2 separate regions of the Sus scrofa genome follow, and region 1 is linked to region 2. Evidence: chromatin contacts called from public HiChIP or PLAC-seq data. All regions are on one chromosome and are shown on one strand. Each heading gives the region's core, a stretch centred on a gene start, on an enhancer-like site or on the middle of the called end of the contact. The rest is flanking DNA. Distances are from core to core; before and after follow the strand shown. Region 1 overlaps ITFG1 (T-cell immunomodulatory protein). Region 2 overlaps PHKB (phosphorylase b kinase regulatory subunit beta).

What was found. HiChIP or PLAC-seq counts read pairs in DNA pulled down with a chosen protein or histone mark.
Region 1: a contact with region 2 is called in an H3K27ac HiChIP or PLAC-seq map of skeletal muscle, with 2.1 times the contacts expected there. The contact joins two enhancer-like sites. A contact is called at or near these places in 2 of 47 Hi-C or Micro-C datasets (epiblast stem cells and skeletal muscle) and 1 of 2 datasets of contacts at active chromatin or transcription factors (skeletal muscle).

The regions. Positions count from the first base shown.
Region 1 is chr6:37,241,475-37,246,367 of Sscrofa11.1, forward strand. The region is part of intron 6 of ITFG1 (T-cell immunomodulatory protein); the gene reads left to right. Among named protein-coding and RNA genes, the nearest start is that of ITFG1, 50 kb to the left of the region's middle. Within about 2 kb of position 2,072, at least 3 of the 83 cell types and tissues checked have an H3K27ac peak or open chromatin away from gene starts, as enhancers often do. A contact at or near this core is called in skeletal muscle, where this site is marked.
Region 2 is chr6:37,071,895-37,076,931 of Sscrofa11.1, forward strand. All of the region lies in intron 15 of PHKB (phosphorylase b kinase regulatory subunit beta), which reads right to left. Among named protein-coding and RNA genes, the nearest start is that of PHKB, 120 kb to the right of the region's middle. Within about 2 kb of position 2,872, at least 2 of the 83 cell types and tissues checked have an H3K27ac peak or open chromatin away from gene starts, as enhancers often do. A contact at or near this core is called in skeletal muscle, where this site is marked.

The DNA of each region.
Region 1 (4,893 bases), core at 822-3,321, 170 kb after region 2:
GGTGTCTGTTAGTGGATTTTACCACTCCTGTAACCCACAGACATTTCACACTCAACATGTCCAAAACAGATCATGTTACCTTTCCCTCAAAACTTCTTCAGTTCTGCTTTACTTCCTGTCTCAATGGTGACAACATCTCCTTAGTTACCAAGCCATTTACAAGAACCATTCTTGTTCCCCTCCTTTCTCACGCCTCACACCCAGTCAGTTCCCAAACCTTTGTGATTATGCCTCCTAACAAACAACCACTACTTCAGCTACCCAGGGTTACAGCACTATTTTATCTTGCTCTCTTGACCATGAGAGTCTCCTGACTGGTCTCCTAGCCACCAGTGCCCTCCTCTTCAAGTCCAGTCTTCAGGTAGCATTCTGACATCTACAATAGAAGTTTGATCTTATCACGTGCTTATTAAAGTATCTTAGTGCCTTTTGATTACCACTCCCTTCTGGCACACAAGGGCCTTCCTGTTCTGGTTTCTGCCCAGTTCTTCAGCCTTAACTCTTACTAACCTCCATCTTTTTATGCTTCAGGCCTAAGATACTCTGAATTGCTCCAGCCCTTGTTTCACCTAGCTGACTTGTACATATCCCTTAGCTCTCAGCTGAGACCTCTCTTTTTTCTGAGAAGCTTGCTTTGACCCCCAGTGTAATGGCTACCGCTCTATTATAATGACTCGTCCACTTTTTCTTCTAGTAGAATGTCAGCCTGTTAAGGAGAATGACTGTCTGCTCTGTTCACCATTTTAGCCCCTGTTCTTGACACCATTCTGGTGCCTAGTGATACCTATTTGAATGACTAAGGAAGGAATGAAAATGAAAGAAAGCCAGTTGCTAGGGAAGACAGTGTGCCGCTGTTGTTAAGACCGCAGAGTTTGGAATCCATTGGATCCAGATTCCCCTGGCTCTACCACTGGCCAGCTGAAACAAATTATTTTGGCTAAGCTTCAGACTTCTCATCTGTAAAAATGAGAGTGTTAACCTTGTAGGTCAAGGAATAAAATTAGAGAACATATGCAAAGTATCTAGCACAATGCCTGTAGTATAGCACATAAAGTTAGCTGTGACTTCATTCCATTCTAATACATGAACATGTAGAACTAAAAAGCCACCTGATAATCACTGTATTCTTTTTTGACAATGAAAGCACAATTACATAGAGAACTACCTGACCCCACTGACAGAGATTGCTTAATTAATATCAAGAGACACAAGGCATACTATTATATGTGGCCTTCAGCCCCTGGAAATAGTAAAAAAAAAAGATAACTTCCCATTTGGATAAAAATACAACTGTCACATGAGGTAAAACAAAATCTATACTTGTTATAGGAAACCATGAGCCTATGTAAAGTGTATTAAAAATGCACCTTATAAATGTATGCTACATGAAGTAGAAGGGGGCTTTATTATAGCTGATAACAGATGGAGGGAATGTGAGGTTTCAGAACTCTTTCTGATGGCAACTGTCTACTGAGGTATATCTCAAAGTGTTTTTTCTTAAAGAAGGAAAACAAAATACAGCTCTCAGTTAAAATCCACTTAATAGTATTGCGCCATTTACCCGTTATCTCATTTTCACTGAATCTGTTAATAAATGATACCAATTAGTGTACTTGCCCCTTGGTAACATTTCTTATACTCTCTGCAGTTTGTCAGAGTAGCCCTACACCTCTAAATTTGATCTGTGAAGCAAGGGAAACACTTAGCTGATTAAGAGTAGAGGGAGAGAAGCTCTCTCTCTCTTGATTTGGAAGGTTCTTCCCATGGTGGGTTTTATCTAGCCTATCCAGGCATGTGGTTTGGAGAAGTGAGCTTCTCTCTCTGATCAATGTTCAGTAAAACATTGTCTGGTAAATAAGCTTTCCATGAGTATAGAAAGAGCAACATTGAAATCATATTAGCTCTTTAATGTCACTAGGGCTCCATTTGGTGCACTGGAGAGGGAATAAGTGACACTTTGGTATTATGGTTATCATTCTGAATAGAATGCCTGCCTGCCTGCCTGCCTGCCTGCCTGCCTGCCTGCCAGCAGATTAAATTCTTTTACCTGTCAGAAAGGATCTGATTTATTTGGGGGCATTATTGCCTTGGTGACCTTGGTTGGTGTCTAATTTATTTCCAGGGAGAGGAACAGGAAAGGCAACCTGAATCAAGTATTTTCTCAGAAATAGATTGACTTGTTTATATTATCATTATAGAAAGCAACTGCTAACTGAAATAAGCTGAATAATCAGCTTAAAAAAATAGTGTGAAAGTGTAAGCTTGAGTTAGTAATGATTTCCTTCTTGAAGAGGAGAAGTTAAAATGATTGAAGAAGTTTAGTGATAGGTTAGTGATAGGTGTTTTAGCGTTCATGAATATTTCCAAAATTGAGTGGTACAGTTTACACTCTGCTTTTTCAGGAAGTATTTAAATACTTCTTATATTATTAATTCAAAGCATTTTCTTTCTTTTCCTGTGTCATTCTTCCTGCCGTTTCTTTGTTCCCTAGCACCTCTAAATAGACACTGGGAATGAAGAGAGAGGAGAGGAAATTAAAGTTTTTCATGTTTTCTCTGTCTTTAGTAGTTGAACAGTGTGTGTGGCAAAGCAGTGTAGCTAAAAGTCTGAATTTCAGGCTAGCAGACTCTGTGTACCTCGTCAACTCTGGGACCTGATGTCTCTTATCCAGGGCCTTACTGTTGTTAAGGAGATGAGACATCAGTGAAGTGAGTGATGAACTGCTGCTTAAAAGTGCTTGAAAACTGAAAAGGCAAATTATTGATAAGGCTCCAATCATATGTAAAGCTTCGTGTCATTTCTTTGCCCAGAGGTCTTCAGTGTGTCTCTTTGTCCTTTAAATTAGATGCTGGTCTCTTAGCCTGAAGATAGTGGGACCCTTGCCTCCTTTCCCACTTTATCTTCTGACTTCCTCTGCTGGTAATCCTACACTACAGTTGAGCTAAACTTGGCTTTTTCCTGAGCAGCCTCCAGTTTTCCTCATTTCCAGGCCTTTGCTTATGTTGTTAAGTCTACCTAAGAGCTTCTCGGCCATGGCATTATTGACATTTTGAGCTGGATAATTCTTTGCTGTAGGGAGCTGTCATGTGCTTTGTAAGAAGCTTAGCAGTAGCCCCTGCCTCTACCCTCTAAACAGCGGTAGTAACCAAAAATGTCTCTTCATGTCGCCAAATATCCCCCTGGGAGGCAAATTACTCTTATGAACTATTTCTGCTCTATATTTAGGCAAATCTCCTACTCCTCTGAGGCTTCTGCCACCTTCCGTCTTCCATTTTTCATTACTAACACATACAGGTTTCATAGTTTACTGGAGACATAATGCCTCCCAGGCAGTTATCTGACTCCTGCCATCATTTTAGATGATTTCATCGTCCACAGCAATGACCTAGCCCAGCACCATGACCTCCTCACCTCAGGCACCTCAGTTCACTCCCTGTACCTTGCAGGTACCAGCAAATAAACTATACCCAAAATCAATAATCAGATATCCCACTCTCCTACCACAGCTCCTATCCTAGGCTGCCTGCTCAAGGGCCTCCCATGCAACACTTCTTGAACCTTGTTGAGACTCCAGTCCACTTACTGATCTTGCGATTTTATGTCCACCCATTCTGCATCCAGCTTCCCTCCCTACCCATGGTACCTCATCACAAACAGCCTCTCATTCTATCACATTCAGATCCAAATCCTACGTAAACCCAGTCACCTACAGTCTTTCTCCAGGAAGAACACATTATAATCATTGAGTTCGAGGCTGACCCTGATCTCACACTCACATCCTAAAGTCAAACCCTCATTTTATTCAGTCTCATAGTTCCTGGACTTTTTCTTCACTTGGTCACACTTTGAAATTGATGTCTCCTTTCTCATCCTGATAGATGTCAGATGGTCTGTCAGTCTCCTTTCCCCTCTTTGCTTCTTCCCTTCTTCTTCCCTCCCTCTTGCTACTCTTGGAGAAGAAAACAGCACACACATTTCAACAACTATTAACAGCTCGTATCAGTTCGTGCTTTGGCAGTTAGCAGTGTATTTGCTCTGAGCAGCTTCAGAGCAAATGCAGACCTCCTTCCTCACCCTGGCCCCCCATATATTTCAGAAAATAAAAAGGGACGGTTGAGTCTTTTCTGCTACTATCAAGTAAACTAATGAAATATCCTTGGGATAACTGTAAAGATATAAATTGGGTCATCAGATATCTAAAACTTTAGACTGTCTTTTACCCAGGAGACTGATATGACATTTAGTAGCAGATTATGTTGCATGGTTTGATGTTTCATCATACCTACTTTCTGAATATAGATATGTTCTTAATCTGATATCCAGGGTTGCATACTGCTGATGATAAACAAGGCAATAATGTATTTTCTGCAGAAATGGAATAAAAGTTTTTGACACTCGGCTTTTTTGACACGATTTTGCAATTGAATATTTTCATTAATAGAACTCTAGAATATAATTTCATTTTAAAACAGTATTTGGACTAAGATACGCCGTTCTTACTGACTGTGTAATAATGAAAATAGAATTTCATGTTTTGCTTCTATTATATAGTGTTTTCCATGTATTAATAAACCGCAAATAGTGGTTCTTAATCACCTGAAGATTACTTTCAATCTTTGTCAGTAATCGACAGAATTGTAATGACATTTTTAACTGTTACTGGTTACCTTTTCATGGGCTTAGATTGCAGTATACACTTATAAATCAAGCTTGTTTGCCTAGGCACTTCACCTGAATTACAAGAACCTGCTTTGACTTTTAATCTGAGTGACAGTTTACAGCATCCTCAAGCAGCACACATTCTGCCAGTAAACTTAAATGATTGTGGTAGCTCATCATATTTTTTAATGCCCATTGTAATTAATGTTCAATAAGTAGTTTAAAGTGTTTGAA
Region 2 (5,037 bases), core at 1,622-4,121:
CCCCGGGGGTTAAGGAAGGGTGTGAGGAAGGAGATTTGTTATAAAGGGGTAACACAAGGAAAATGTTGCAATTAAGTATCATGATGGTGATGGTAGTACTTACAAAAAGCTACACATTGTATGGAATTGGAGACACACACACACACACAAATTAATACTGGTAAAATCTGAATAAACTCCATGGATTATACCAACGCCAATTTTCTGCTTTTCACATTATATGATAGTTATACAAGGTGTTAACAGTGGCCTGTCTGGGCATTTCGCTGCAATTTCTTATGGAGCTGTACTATTTAAAAATAAAAAGTTAGAACAATTTTTTATTCAATTGATATCTCAATTTTTTTACCCTCTAAATTTATAATAATTGTGACAATGCTCTTAAAAAACCAGGAAGCTATGAAAAGGATAATCAGAAAACAAAAACGAGCCATTAGACATTAAAATATGACTTTGAAAAAAAGTTCAATAAAAGAGCTGCAACAAAAAGTAAAGGAAGATATCCTGAATGTAGAGAACAAACAAAAACCCAAAACAAACAAAAATACCAAAGAATCAGAAGCCATTTGAAAAAAAGGAAGAGATTCAAAGGATCATTCTAGTAGGCTTAAAATCTGATTAACAAAAGATCTTCAGTAGAAAGAATAAAGAAAATAAAGGAAGAGTTCTGGTTGTGGCTCAGCAGAAATGAATCTGACTAGTACCCATGAGGACACAGACTCTATCCCTGGCCTGGAACTATCTCTCAGTGGGTTGAGGATCCGGCGCTGCCGTAAGCTGTAGTGTAGGTCACAGACGTGGCTGGGATCTGCCTGTGGGTACGCCAGGCACCTACAGCGCTGATTTGACCTGGGAACCTCCATATCCCACAGGTGCAGCTCTAAAAAGACAAACAAAAGAAAAGGAAAGGAAAGGAAAGGAAAGGAAAGGAAAGGAAAGGAAAGGAAAGGAAAGGAAAGGAAAGGAAAGGAAAGGAAAGCAAGGCAAGGAAATTATTAAAGAAATAATTGAAGAAAAATTTCCACAGCTGCAGAAAGTCACAAATGAAAAGGGCCCACCAAATACAACCAGAATGAAAACAAAACTTGTGAAATTTTAGAACACCAAAAATAAAGACAAGTTCCCCAAAATGTTACTGTATTACATTGTTTAAAATTATAAAGGTGATAAATAAAAGAATTAAAAATAACTATTAAATACTGAGAGGTTAAGGAGTTCCCATTGTGGCTCAGAGAAAACGAACTAGTACCCACGAGGTTAGATCCCTGGCTCTGGAGAGTGGGTTAAGGATCCGGTGTTGCTGCAGCTAGTGCTTGGATCTGACCCCTGGCCGGGGAACCTCATGTGCTGTGGGTGGCCCAAAAAGAAAAAAAGAAAAAATCAAGTCATTCAAGACCATGTGTTCTCAAGCCCCAGGAGGACAGACTGGAGACAGAGAGATTATTTAAACTATGCCATCGAGTAGTAATGAAATCTGAGTGGTACATGGAAGCAGGGATACATATGAAGGGATCTGCCGTGAAGGCAGAGCCAATACAATAATCACGTGAATATTAGAGCTACTGACTGGCATGAGAAGGGGCTACTGAAGATGGTGTTCTTATCCAAGATAAGGACTATGGAAAGAAGAGCAGCTTTGAAGAGAGAATATAAATTTGGTATTAGAAATGTTTGGTTTCATTTTTCTTTCAAACCACTTTATTGAGATATGATTGTCATACGAAAAATCTGTACATATTTAATGTACACAACTCAGTGGGTTGGCGTTAAGTATACATCCAGAAATCCTAGATTTGTGGGGAGATGATCACCAGGTAGCTGGAAATTCAAGTTTAAATATTAGGTAAGAGATCAGGATTAGAGAAAGATTTAGGGATACCCGGATAAATCCACTATTTCCCATGACATATCTTCCTCCCACATGTATCTTCAAGCACATTCAAACATTCAAGTTAAACACTGAGGACCTCCTATACAATAGGTGTTAGGGTACTTATGATAAATAATGAAATCTATAAAAATGAATAAAAGCATGGTCTCTGGTCTCCAATAACTTACATTCGAAGGTCTCCAGATGTTTTCTTGTTTTGTTTTATTTTGGTTTGGTCAAAATCTCACAAAACTATAAAGCATGTTCCCTACTGCTTGCAGCACTTTTCTTTCTACTCCTCTAAACATTATTTATAAAAGGAGACTTGTTTTATTCTCTAAGTAACATCAAGAGAAAATAGCACTTTTCTAGTGAGAGAAGTGAGAAGGGTCATCTCAGATGATCCGTACTTTTCCAACCTCAGTCTTAGCTTTAGGTACAAAAGTAGTTCCCTTTTCCTAAAATTAACTTGCTGATATTAAGAAAACCAAGAGCTCTCAATTCAGTCCTCAATGTTTTGTATTTGTAATGTTCTAATAGCCCTACGCGTATTTGAAGGAGAGGACCTTTCTACAGTCCGGGGGCACTCCCTGCCTTCTGGATTCTAGAAACTTCCTTCCACCATAATCTTTCTGTGAAGGAATAAGTTGATTCAGTAGGCCTGGGTTATTCAAACCCTGAAAATGCCCAAGAAAGGCATGTTTTCGGGATGGGTCCTTGTCTGGCTTCTTGGAATATTCTGTCAGATAAGAGTGTATCTGCACACCTGAGGCTTTGGGCCATACTATACCAGTTTGTCCAGATGGTTTATGGTAACAATGTGATTTACGGTGAACATCTGCTTTTTCTCTGGGGAGGGGAAGAGCGTGAATAACCAAGGTCAGTCGTGCAGGTGCTACATGCTTGATCCCAATAAAAACCCTGGACACTCGAGCCTGAGCAAGCTTCTCTGGCTGGCAACACTTCATGTGTTGTCATACCTCACTGCTGGGTAACTGTATCTCACATGACTCCACTGGGAGAGAGCTCTTGGAAGCTTGTGCCTGGTTTCCTCAGGACTTGCCTCGTGTGCCTTCACTAATTTTATCCTGTATCCTTTTCCTAGAATAAACTGTAAGTGTAAGTATAACAACTTCTGAGTTCTGTGCGGCCTAGTGAATCCACCGAGGCTGAGGGTGGTCATGGGGACACCTGATACACCTTTGGAAGTCAAGGATTTTTCTGGCTTTCGGGAAATGTCTCAGCTTTACTACTCTATTTTTTTCTGACATTTGGCAGGATTTAAAGTACCTGGTCAATCCCCACAGATCTGTACGATGTGACCTGGTCATTCATGACTGAGAGGCCACTGACCCAGCATTTCAAGCAGAGGGCCATGTCTGACCTCTGTATTTCATCGAGCCATGTCATCCAGCCCCAACAATGGACGTGGGCAAGAGAAAGTGGCAATGACACCTCACCATTTTATATCACAACCAAGATGACAGCAGAGTTAGGCAATAACACCTCCCAGTAAGTTTTTTCTGCCAAACTTTCCTATCATTTCCCTCTCAGAAACTGTACACAACTCTACACAGATGTAATTCCCACATGGCTGCAGGTGAGAAGCCCCTGTGCAGAGCCTAGAAAAGGTTCTTCGCTAGGATATGGTGCCACCTGGGAAGCATGCCACAGGTAATTTAGTTGCAACATTAGAAAATGATTTCAATAGAAAAAATACACCGAGAGTAAATTCTCTATAAAATTCACTCTCACTCACTTGCACTCGGACAAGCTTTCCTGAGTGAGAGAGAATGAACTGCAAGTATGTTGCATGTCAGAAACTGTACGTAACCCATCCCCCTCCTTTTATGTCAAGCATGAAGGAAATGTTTAAATTGCTGATTTCGTTAGCCATGCGCTTTGATATTCTCTCGTTTCTGCCCCTACATTTCAAATCTGTGACCAATGAGGTCACCTTATTTTCTAGGAAAAGCCTTTGAGATTTGAGAAGTGGGTGACACATGTGAAATGCTATGTAAATGATACACACTAGTCTTAAAATGGCTCAGAGTCACAGCACTGGGTAATATGAAGTTAAATATATTCCTATGTTACCATTTCTTCAAGTGAAATTACCTGTCTCCAATACGGACAGAATGTATACTTATGCTGCACAGAGATGAATGGTAGATAAAGGCCAAATCTCTGCCTCATATGGGAACTAATAAGCCAGTGGTAAAATTTTTATCACATATTAACATAGGGATTTTATGTTCCTGAGAAAATCTTCACATTTATTTACAAGTCTCCCAAAAAGTTTCTCATCTATAAACCTCTCAGAGTAACTACACGTTGGGTTGAGGACCAACAAAAAGGAGAAACAGTATGATAGAACCTACTAATGAGGCTGGTTTGGCTCTTCCTTTCTCTCACTAAAACAATCATTTATTTGTATTTGTGTGTGTGTGTTACACGCATATTTGTAAAGTGAAAAGAGCATTTCAATTTTGTAAGCATATTTTCTGTAAGTGCTGATGCTATTCTTATTAAATAAATTCTAACTGCTTGGAATCCCAGGCACACACACAGGCTCATTCCCTTTCTCCTCAGGCAGTTTCCACAATACACAACATTTTCATTTTGACAGTCCTCATTACTGGTATCATTTAATACTTGAGGGTTTGCTCAAGTTAACATCAATCTTGCTGATCCTGCAAACACTTATTCTGTTGTCACAACACAGTCTGAATCTATAGCTATTACATATAAAAAAATTTAAAACTATTCTTTCACCCAACATGTCACCAAGAACTACGAACAACTCCTGTCAATCAATCAGACACAGCACTGGATAGATCAAGCCCAGGGCCTTTCACAGGACCCCATTCCCATAAGTAATAGTTCTGTCTCATCTGTCCTTGTGCTACGTGTACATACTGCATCTTCTTAAAGACATGTGACATCTTTCACTTAACCACTGTGACAGTGAAGATGTTTAGCCTGAGACATCTTGTTGGACAGATCTGATTCCTTGTTAACAAATAGTCCTTTTCCACAGGTAAATCTTAACTAACCTAAAGACAGAAAAGCATTGCCTTCAGAATGCACAATAAAAACCCATTAAGAATAAAATTTTGGAGTTCCCATCATGGTGCAATGGAAATGAATCCGACTAGGAACCATAA